Regions from separate parts of the Mus musculus genome. Here region 2 is linked to region 1. Evidence: chromatin contacts called from public HiChIP or PLAC-seq data. All regions are on one chromosome and are shown on one strand. The core of a region is the stretch at or near the end of the contact, and the rest is flanking DNA. Distances in the headings are between cores, read along the strand shown.

What was found. HiChIP or PLAC-seq counts read pairs in DNA pulled down with a chosen protein or histone mark.
Region 2: an HNF4G HiChIP or PLAC-seq map of pancreatic cancer cells shows a contact between it and region 1. The contact joins the enhancer-like site here to the promoter of Ly6a in region 1. A contact is called at or near these places in 15 of 484 Hi-C or Micro-C datasets (the C2C12 cell line, Sertoli cells, cardiomyocytes and 8 more) and 1 of 115 datasets of contacts at active chromatin or transcription factors (pancreatic cancer cells).

What each region holds. Positions count from the first base shown.
Region 1 is chr15:74,995,951-75,001,232 of GRCm38.p6, forward strand. It overlaps Ly6a (lymphocyte antigen 6 complex, locus A), which reads right to left and starts at 2,081. Exons shown (of 4, transcript NM_001271419.1): 1 at 1,929-2,081; 2 at 1,585-1,667; 3 at 502-618. The coding sequence starts at 1,654. The region is part of intron 1 of Gm28068 (a long non-coding RNA gene); the gene reads left to right.
Region 2 is chr15:75,344,457-75,349,394 of GRCm38.p6, forward strand. It overlaps Gm28114 (a long non-coding RNA gene), which reads right to left. Exons shown (of 3, transcript XR_875430.3): 3 at 4,161-4,769. Among named protein-coding and RNA genes, the nearest start is that of Gm28114, 46 kb to the right of the region's middle. Within about 2 kb of position 3,170, at least 8 of the 459 cell types and tissues checked have an H3K27ac peak or open chromatin away from gene starts, as enhancers often do. A contact at or near this core is called in the C2C12 cell line and pancreatic cancer cells, where this site is marked.

The DNA.
Region 1 (5,282 bases), core at 831-3,330:
CACAGGCAGGATATGCTCAGGGAAGGGAAACTGGATAGCAGGGTGGGGCTGCTCCTGCCTTGTATATCTGAGGATATGCCTAGAAACCAAAGAAACTTTGGAGGATCTGATATGTACTAATATCTCTTTTTATCAACATTCCTAAGTCATTCCAGATTCCTTCATTATATGCAAAGACTCACTAGATGCTTCCAGCTCTCCTAGTCTGTCAGTGAGCCAGTGAGACCATAGACCTAAAGTATAGGCAGGATCATCACGTGACTACACTGGCAACAAAATGGGATGATAAACACTGTGAATGCCAATGGGCAGCCCTGCTTGATGATCACATCCCAGCACATCCCTGGACCCCAACAGCCCCCACTTTGCAAGAGTTCTCCTCCAACACAAGGAAAGCTCTACTTGGGGGGAGGGGAACCATGGTCCACAACAAGTGCCCAGACTCGACATTTTCTCCAAAGCCACCCTCAGCCATCTTTATATAGGCCACAAAGAACTTACCCACAATAACTGCTGCCTCCTGAGTAACACAGACTCCATCAGGGTAGGGGCAGGTAATTGATGGGCAAGAAGTCTCAAATGGGACTCCATAGCACTGGTAACACTCCAGTCCCTGAGCTGAGAGACAAGCCAATACATGAGGGCTAGTACATGCAATTCCTAGCCCAGACCCCTCCTCTCCAATGTCTTTACTTGCACACAGCTGCTGGCTGCTAGGTCAGAGCAAGGACATTACTGTTCAGTCAAGAGTGAACCAAGAACCACTGTTGTTTAAAGATGCCTGGTACTGCTGTCTCAGCTACACAGCCCCACAGGAGACATGTGCACCCCAAGAGATATTAAAGAGACAGCCACCATATTGGGAAGATATAGATACCAAATGTCCGCTGAAGCAGTGAGTGGGTGTGTAAGTAGATGCTGGGGCCACCAAATAGAGAGGGCTCTTCTGACCTGTCCTACCCTACACCTGCAGAGCTGGCCCCTGGGTATTGGAGCATGACAAAGCACAGAACTTCCCAGAGTCAGCTTAAAGCTGAGGCTCACCATGAGGCTTCCTGCAATACACATGTAACTACAAGTATAGGCGTATCTTAGAGCTCAGAATTTCTTAGAGTACAGAAGGCATAGCATTTGGGTCTCATGTGGCATGGGCTGGGACATAAGGAAAAGTCAAAGTCCAGGCAATAAGGATTCCAAATCCATTGACTTGGCATCTGGGGAGAAAAAGAAGGCTCTTCCAGTTTGTGTGCACACAGGCCAGTGTCCTGATTGGGAGGCCAGTGCAGAAGGGTAGAGTCTAAGGACAGGCTGCTCTGGTGGCCAGGTTCTGTGGCAGAGATACTGAGCTCCACGTGTCCTTTTGGTATGTGGTGATGGTTGCAAGGCAGGTTCTGACAGGTTTACAGACCCAGTAAAGCACCCCACCACAGAAGGCTTCACCCACCACAAGCCCATTCCCAATCCCATGACCCCAGCACATCTCGGGTACTGGGCACACAATGGAAGTGTAGGTGTACCCACAACCCTGAGGCCCTTTTCCATCTCCATTGTATCCTTCTGCCCCTCTCTCATTTTCTACCTCACCTCTTTCTGCACACAGTAGGGCCACAAGAAGAATCAGCAAACAGGACTTTGTAGTGTGAGAAGTGTCCATCCTCAGAGAAGGGCTGCACAGATAAAACCTTGGAAGTTGGAGCCAATTAATAGACCCCCAATCACATCCCTGGGCTCTCACAGAGCTCAGGCATCCGATCTTCCCTCCCTCCAACCCTCCACACAGCTTTCCCTGAGGAATACATGTCTGCCTACTTCTCTCACCCACCACCCACCCAGCTCTTCCTTCCTAATCCCACACTCCCAACCCCAGCCCTATCCTGAGGGCTCTTCCCTTTGTCACCTAGCAGCTCCCTCCTCACACCAGTCCTTACTTCCTCTCAGACAAGGTTGCAGGCACAGTGGCAAGTTCTGTCAGATGTGGACTGAAGTACTTTAATTTCCTTCAGCTCCTCCCAGCTGGCATCCTGAAGAGGGAGGGGTTTCAGTACTTAACCTTTTCCAGGCCATCATGTTTATTGGTTAAGAGGTAGCAAGATTTGTTTGTGACCTGATCAAGCCAGATTTATAGCAGTTGGGGAGGAACCATGGTGCAGGAGAACTGAGAGGGCCGAGGGCCAGAGGCCACAGTTGACTTGTGCTTGCCAATTAGAAAGCAAGGGAAGAAGTCAAGTTGCTCAGCCCTTTACTAGTTTTTGTTTTGTTTAGCTTCGTGTTTTTTGTTTGTTTATTTTGGGTTTTTTTTTGACTTTTTTTTTTTTTTTTGAGACAAAGTTTCTCTGTGTAGCTTTGGCTGTCCTAGGACTTGCTCAGTAGAACAGGCTGGCTCCAACACACAGCTATCAAAGGGGTGCACAACAGCCGCTGATACTTCTGCCTCCACTACCTGGCTTTTTTCTGTGTCTAAATAGAAGGTATGGTTTGCAGTGGCTCAGAGCCAATGGCCCTCCTTCCTATAAGCAGGAAAACAATTTACAAATACTTAAAGACTGGCTCTGGTGAGCAAGCCCCCAGTAGGCTCTTGCATCCACAAAGTGAGAGTCCTGAGGCAAGAACTAACTGGCAACTGGGATGGAAGTTACCAAGCAGTGTCTGATGTGTTTGGGGATGTATGGGGCTGTGTGTGCTGGACAGAGGTAGAGACCTGAGCTGGAAATCATCCTGAGATGATACCACAGCAAATGAACAGCTGTGCTCACAGGACAACTGAGTCCCAAAATGGACCACAGCATCAGTGAAGCTGAGCGCACCCCACTTAAGCAGGGAAGGCTGCTTACACTCCATGGCCTCTGCCCGAGCACCACTAAAAACCCCTTCCTTCTTACCCTATAATATATCATATAAGCAAACAGTTTGCCTCCAACACCGCATAACCCAGCACAGTGGTAAGAGGAAGAGAGCAAGCAAGAAATGTTGTCTCTCTAATTCTGTCACATGCTGTGCTCGGTATTGGCTCATGCATGAAGAAGTGTATGTGAAAGAAAGAGCAGGAGACAGCAAGCCTCTGCAAACAAAGAAAAAGCGGCAAGGAAAGATCCAAGTGATAAACCCTGCCAATGTCACCACCCAATGAGGTTATGAGGCTTTTTTTCCCCCAGAGGATGGGTGAGGTCACTTACAGGAATATGCATAAATTCTGAGCAGCTTAGTCACCACCAAATCTCACCCCATCATAAAAGCAGTACACGGAGTCCCTCTTTCAGTAAATCCTCTGTATCCTCTATATTCTAGTATCTTCTGAGACCACTTGTGCTTGGCGGAGAACAGGAGGGAGTCATGGCTGGAACCCCAGGTGACAGTCCTCCCTTCTGAGTATAGAGAGTTCTGCCCATTATCACAGACCTATTGCTGTTTTGCTCTTCTGACTCTATTTATTGCCAGGGCTCCTGGGCCAACATTATCCCTACTCCAGGATGACAACGGGGCCATCACCTTCTCTTTGGAGGGAAAGGCCATATAACCACAGTGCCGTGCACTGTTTCTCTAAAAGTCTTAAACTAGGAATTCTCATGAGTCCTCCAGTTTCCACCCAGCCCCATTGTTGGGGAGCTAGCTTCCCTTAGTGGTGGACTCCTGCCCATTCTACTGACAGACCACTCACATTAACTCTTCTGGGAGAGGGCTACAGTGTACTTGAGTAATCTTAGAGTTAGAGGTACCAGATGTTGCCAGGCTTGTGCTAGAGAAGCCAGGCCCTCTGCAGAGAAGTCTTCATGCAAGACAAAAACACACCCAGCCCTCTCTCCTGCCTTCCAGTTCACCTTGAAGCCTGACTATTCTCACACTCAATAGGTCAAACCTTAGCCAAGCCCATGCCCCTATTCAGAGAATGAATGACCTGTGTTAACTAGCCAGGGTCACATATTTTTTCCTCACTACCAAGAGTCATAAAGCACAGGTTTCATTTTAACTAAGTGTACTTCCTCCCAATGCCACTTGCCCCTCCCCCATGCGCTGTGGTCTTGGGATGCAGAGCAGCTGGGAGCAGGGTGTTGCAGGGATGGTAGGCATAAATGATTCAAAAGACTGTGTTGGAGGTTACCTCCTTTATTGAAATAAAGGGGCTAGATTATATAGCTTGAATCAGGGGCAGGGAGGAAAAGGGTAATTTAGAAAGGGCCACATTGGGTCAGGGGTCTTCCAAGTGTATCAGGTAGGTTATCAGACTGCCAGTCACATGATTTTTAAGCAGAGAGTTCTCTGGTGGGGAAACAGAAACCTAACTGGCTTTATCGTGACTTGGCTTTTGTCTCTGTGGAGTTGAGTAGGCCCAAGCCTGATTTGGGTCCTGAACATCCCCACTCCTGCAGTGCTCTAGGAGAGCTGTCCAGGGGTATAGGCAGTATTAGCATTTCTTCTAGGCTCTGCCCTGTAGTTATCTAGCAACATCCCGGGATGCCTGACTCACTGTAAAATGGGCTGCTTGGGCCCTCCTCACTGTCTTCTTTTGCTTTTTTCCTTTCTTCCTCCCTGTTCCTTTTCTCCCCATTCTCTTTTCCCTCTCTCTCCACATGGCCTCTACCCCCCCCCCCCCACTTTCTCTATCTCCACTAAGGACAACAAATCCCCTCCCCATGCCCTAAGTAAAAGCTATTCTATACTCTACACATCATATGTCTGTTACCTCAGGGGAAAGGAATGCCTCAGCATGGGCCTCAGTGGCACCCCCTTCCCCCTCATCATAGCTGCCTCCACCAAACACATTCCGGGCTTCTTTTCATTTTCTAAGCACAACAGTCAATGCTCTACTGTCCCTCATCTGTCTTGGGAACACACAAGAATGGGGCTGTGTCATACGTGTTAGCCTAGTCTCTAGGAATAGCTTGTCATTGTACCAGGAAGTTCATTGTACCAGGAAGTGTTTTTTTTTTGTGACTTATATGTATGTTGTTTTTTGAGAAACTGTATAATACATAGGGTGAGAAAGAGGGGGGCTCCGATGGCTTTCCATCAAGGACAAGAGCCAGGCAATGAGGGGGTTGGAGTACCAGAAAGCATGATTATCGAAGGCATATTGGGACCTCAAATTGTCACAGAGTTCGTGAAGGGCCTTAATATTTTGTTCAACTGTCGTACCAGGGAAATGTCAGTGATCCCCCAAGAAAACAGACAGAAGCAGATCTGATGCAACTCACAACAGAGTCTTTATTCTCTCCGAGCTAGCCCAGGCCACCCCCATCTCACCACTGTCATGCAGGATGGTTTTGGTGGTGGCAGAGCCCCAAATA
Region 2 (4,938 bases), core at 1,920-4,419, 350 kb after region 1:
GGACTTGGTAATGTGTAAGACTCAACCAGGTGGTACTGATTTTAAAGGCATGAAGGGGTCATGAACTGCAGCTGAGGCTCGGCCCTGTGAGAAGCCATGGAAGGCTATTGGTACAGCCTAAGTTACAAATGATGAACAAAATTTGAAGGGGTCACACAAAGGAGTTGAGGCTTACCACCATGAAGAGACCCTATGAGAGGCTATTGGGGAAGCATAATTGCAGCAGAAGATAGCAGTGTTTTGGAGATGCCAGTTCCATGAGATGACCACCAAGAACAGCAACATCAGTGGAGTACATGCTGCTGGAACCTAGAAGACAAGCTGTGTGCTAAAAAGGGCTGAGATGGAGAAATGACCCAAGTCCTTGGAGAACCCCAGAAAATCATGAGTGGATCCCAGATATTGGACAGTTTGAGTTTGAGTTTGAGTTTGAGTTTGATTGTGACTGTACCCTGATATTGTTTCCTCCTGAAGGAAGAAAGTATTTTAATGGAACCCACAGCTAAGAGACTTTTAATTGTAAAAAGACTTTGAATTTTAAAAGAAATTGAATATTTTAAAGGAATTGAAATTTTAATATATAAAGACTGTGGGAATTTTAAAGCTATTTAGATCTTGGGGGTGAATAAAAAAGTAAGGGTTAAGGATTAATAGTGATGTGTTTGTTTGTCGAGTTGACAAGGGGTCAATTGTCCTGGCTGGTTTTGTGTGTCAACTTCATCCAACTTGAGTTATTACAGAGAAAGGAGCCTCCTTTGAGAAAATGCCTCCATGGGATCCAGATCTATGGCATTTTTTTTCAATTAGTAATCAAGGGTGGGAGGGCCCATTGTGGGTGGTGCCATCCCTGGGCTGGTAGTCCTGGGTTCTATAAGAAAGCAAGCTGAGTAAGTCATGGGAAGCAAGCCAGTAAAGAGTACCCTCAACAACCTCTGCATCAGCTCCTACCTCCAAGTTCCCGCTTTGTGCAAGTTTCTATCCTGAGTTCCTTTTGGTGATGAACAGCAACATGGAAGTGTACGCTGAATAAACCCTCTATTCTCCATCTTGCTTCTTGGTCATGATGTTTGTGCAGGAATAAAAACCCTAAGAGGGGCTGGTGAGATGGCTCAGTGAGTAAGAGCACTGATTTGTTCTTCAGAAGGTCACGAGTTCAAATCCCAGCAACCACATGGTGGCTCACAACCACCCGTAGTCTGAAGACAGCTACAGTGTACATATTTATAATGATAAGTAAATCTTTGGGCTGGAGCAAGGAGGGACTGAGCTAGTGGTCGACCAGAGCAAGCACGGTTGACCAGAGCGAGTCTTGGTCCTAAATTCAATACCTAACAACCACATGAAGGCTCATAACTGTCTATACAGATACAGTGTACTGATATACATAAAATAAATAAATTTTAAAAAAAACCTATGAGAAGGCCCATCCTCAAATTCCTTTCTGCATCAAGACCAAGGATCTGGCTGTATACCAGGGGAAGTTCCTAGAAAACTAAAGTGGGCATGGGATCTTGGGCTGCTACTGGCACTGAAAAGATGGCCTTGAAGAATTGGACAACACTCAGCTAGACTCCACTTTGGCCAGGAATGATTTACTATGTCTTAACTTTAACCTCTGTCACGGTTTGTATATTCTTGGACCAGGGAGTGGCACCATTTGGAGGTGTGGCCTTGTTGGAATAGGTGTGACCTGGTTGGAGTAGGTGTGTCACTGTTCGTGTGGGCTTAAGACCCTCAACCTAGTTGCCTGGGAGTCAGTCTTCCACTAGCAGCTTTAGGATGGAGATGTAGAACTTTCAGCTCTGCTTATGCCTGGCCTGCCTGGATGCTGCCATGCTCCCACCTTGATGATAATGGACTGAACCTCTGAACCTGTAAGCCAGTCCCTATGAAATGTTGTTTTATAAGACTTGCCTTGATCATGGTGTCTATTCACAGCGGTAAAACACTAAGACAACCTCTAACCTCTAACATCAGCCCTAATTCTTCCTCTCATTGGTACTCAAGATAACATTGTGATTACATCTTACTTATTAAATCTCCATTCACTCTCTCTCTCTCTCTCTCTCTCTCTCTCTGTGTGTGTGTGTGTGTGTGTGTGTGTGTGTGTAGATGTTAGAATAGGTACGGGAAAATAATAAAGATGAAGTATGAAGCAAACTCTGATGAGCCTTAGCCCTTACAAGTGTTGGGCTAATACTTCTAGAGTCTGACCCAGATCATTTTCTTTTAATCATAAAATAAATTAATTCATTTATTGTTAATAAACAAGTGAATTATGCAAAGCACACGTCAGGTTAAGTATTCTCAGATAACCATCCACTCAGACCCATGAGTATTGCAAAGCTGAAGACATGTTTACATTGAAGATATCTACATATAGCTTCATCCATAAGATGGGTTCCTGTTGACTTAGAAACAATGCACAAGATAAAGGTCTAGGAAGAACAACCAGACTGAAGTAAACTTCATGCCTGTGGGTATCAGGGGTGCCTTGGTCCAAAGATTAGATTGTCACTTAGGCTGTTGATATTTATCACAAGAATGAATTTTATAACCTAGAAGCAATGGTCAAGGTTTTAAAGGAAACTGGACTGGGATAAGAAAACATAAATTCTTAAAGATGCAGGCCAGGCCTGGCTCATAAGACAGCAAAAGATTACCAGATTGTGATCTACATGAACAATTTCCAGCCCTGGCATTCCAGGAGAGGTAAACTGTGTGGTTTCTCCAGTGCTTATCCATGTACACAAGTCACCATTTGCCCTCTACCTGTGTATTACTTAAGTCAGCTATGGCCAATATACAGGTGTGTGTGTGTACACCAAAGCAGGAATTCAGAGACACATAGGCAACTCTTCTCCTTGAGGAGTTCTGATGATTTCCCTTTAATTGTTCATGTTTTAATTGCATCTACCCCACTCACATGCATCACAGGTACTCAAGTCCACACTTTAAAAAACTTTTTATTGATTCCTGTGAACTTCCCATCATGCACTTCAATTCCACTCATCTCCCCATCCCTCCATAGCCATACTCCACACTTGCAACTTCCCCCTGAAAACATAAAAATAAAATAAAATAAAAAATAAGGGACAATAGCTGTGATGTGGCACAGTGTGCCACACAGTATACCCTTTTGTTGAAACAACATTACTCACAGATGATAATTACAATGAGTCATTGCTCCGGTTGGAGGCCTCTGGCTTTTGCCACACTATCAATACTGGGTTTGTCCCAAAATTCCACTCTAATATTGTTGCCCTGTGTGATGGTGATCCTGTAGCTTTGGATCTGTAGAACCAGCACCTTCATGTGTACCAGCAGTTCATAGATAGAGTAGGTGTTGGGGTTGGCCAACGCTAAGCCCTGGCTGTGGCCTGGGGTGGTAACTGAGTTGGTCATCCCAAGTGTTCTCCTGCACTCAGAGTACAAAGACCGGCTCTCCTGCTTAACCCAGATGGGGGTTAGGGGCAGCACTCCTGCCTGTGACAGGTGTCAAGTGTCAGGAGAAGCTCTCCTGTGCTCACACCATCAGAGCCAGCTCTCCTGCACAGCCTGAGGGCCTCAGCCAGTGAGGCTATGGGAAGTCTGCCCTTTTAAAACATACAGGGAATGGCCAGGGGGTAGTGAGTACATACCTGCAAAGCCAGCACTTGGAAGCAGAGGCCAGAAGAGACTGCAACAGAATCAAGGCTGAATATCAAAGAAATCTTCTGAATTCCTACCCATGACTCCAGTTTTTGGCCAAATGATGGATCCCTGTTTGTTAATGTGTCAAGTCAACCCTTACCATTAGGGGCATCCAATATAAACCAGGACTCCAGGAGAGGCAGGTTGAGACTTTGTTTCCTCTGAGCCATGCCATGAGCATCTGCAGGAAATGGCTTCAAAGTCTAGACAAAAAGTCTCTGACAGGGCAGCTCCAACCCACCATTGAGGGCTCATCTCCTGTGCTTCCCCACCACAAGCAAGTGCTCTTTGGACATGGGGGAACCCTCTCTATTCTCCCAGCATCAGCTCATCCAAACCATGTTGTTCCCTACCCTGAGCTGGCTAACATTATCTAGATAGTGTGGTGAGCTGAATTGGCAGAGATGTGAACTGGCAGGCAGGACGCAGTAGATTCATATTAGCAAGAGAAAAATGGAGATCTTTGCTGGGAGAACAACAGTTTATTGGACTCAGAAGGGGGACATCGGGCTACACATGTGGGAAGCCTGCTGGACCCAGACATTTCTGCATAGATGGTGATGAAATAATACCTTGGATTTCTGATGCTTCCCTGTGCTGGCTAAATGCCTCCAGGGAAAAAGCAGCAAGCACAACAAAACAACGTTCCAGGAAGTACAGATCTGAAAGCCATAGAGAGGAGTGGAGCACCTACTCAACAGGGGCTATAAAGTTGAAACAAGGTTTTCCACACACTACCCTACCTCAGAGCTTCTATAACTGACAAATTATCACTAGATGGCTCCAGTAAGCAGTGGCTGCAAATGAGTATTAAAGAGAAAGGGTTTAGGTTTGGGGTTATTGAAAGGACCACCACAGCATGGTCTGCTGGAGAACTGAGCCCATGCTGGATGGAAGCACCCCTGCCATTGTTTAGGTGCTGCCTAAAGTGAGAATTACTACTCAATTGCAGAGGTCTTCTTGGCAACAGATAGTCTTCCAGATGACAAAAGTATCCTGGGTGATGATGCTATTTTCAAAATCAGGAGGGCAGAAGGGAAGGCACTGACTGAACTTTACTGGAAATTTGAGACCGCCTGAAAGAAATTAAGGAGTGACACTTACTTTTCATGCAGGAACAACATAGCTTCCCCAAATCTGGGCCACATGCCACCAGGCCTGGATTGCCCAGACTTGTCTCTAAGGCATGTTGAAGGTAGACATGCTAGCTCAGATTTGTAATCTCAGAACTTGGAAGACTGAGGC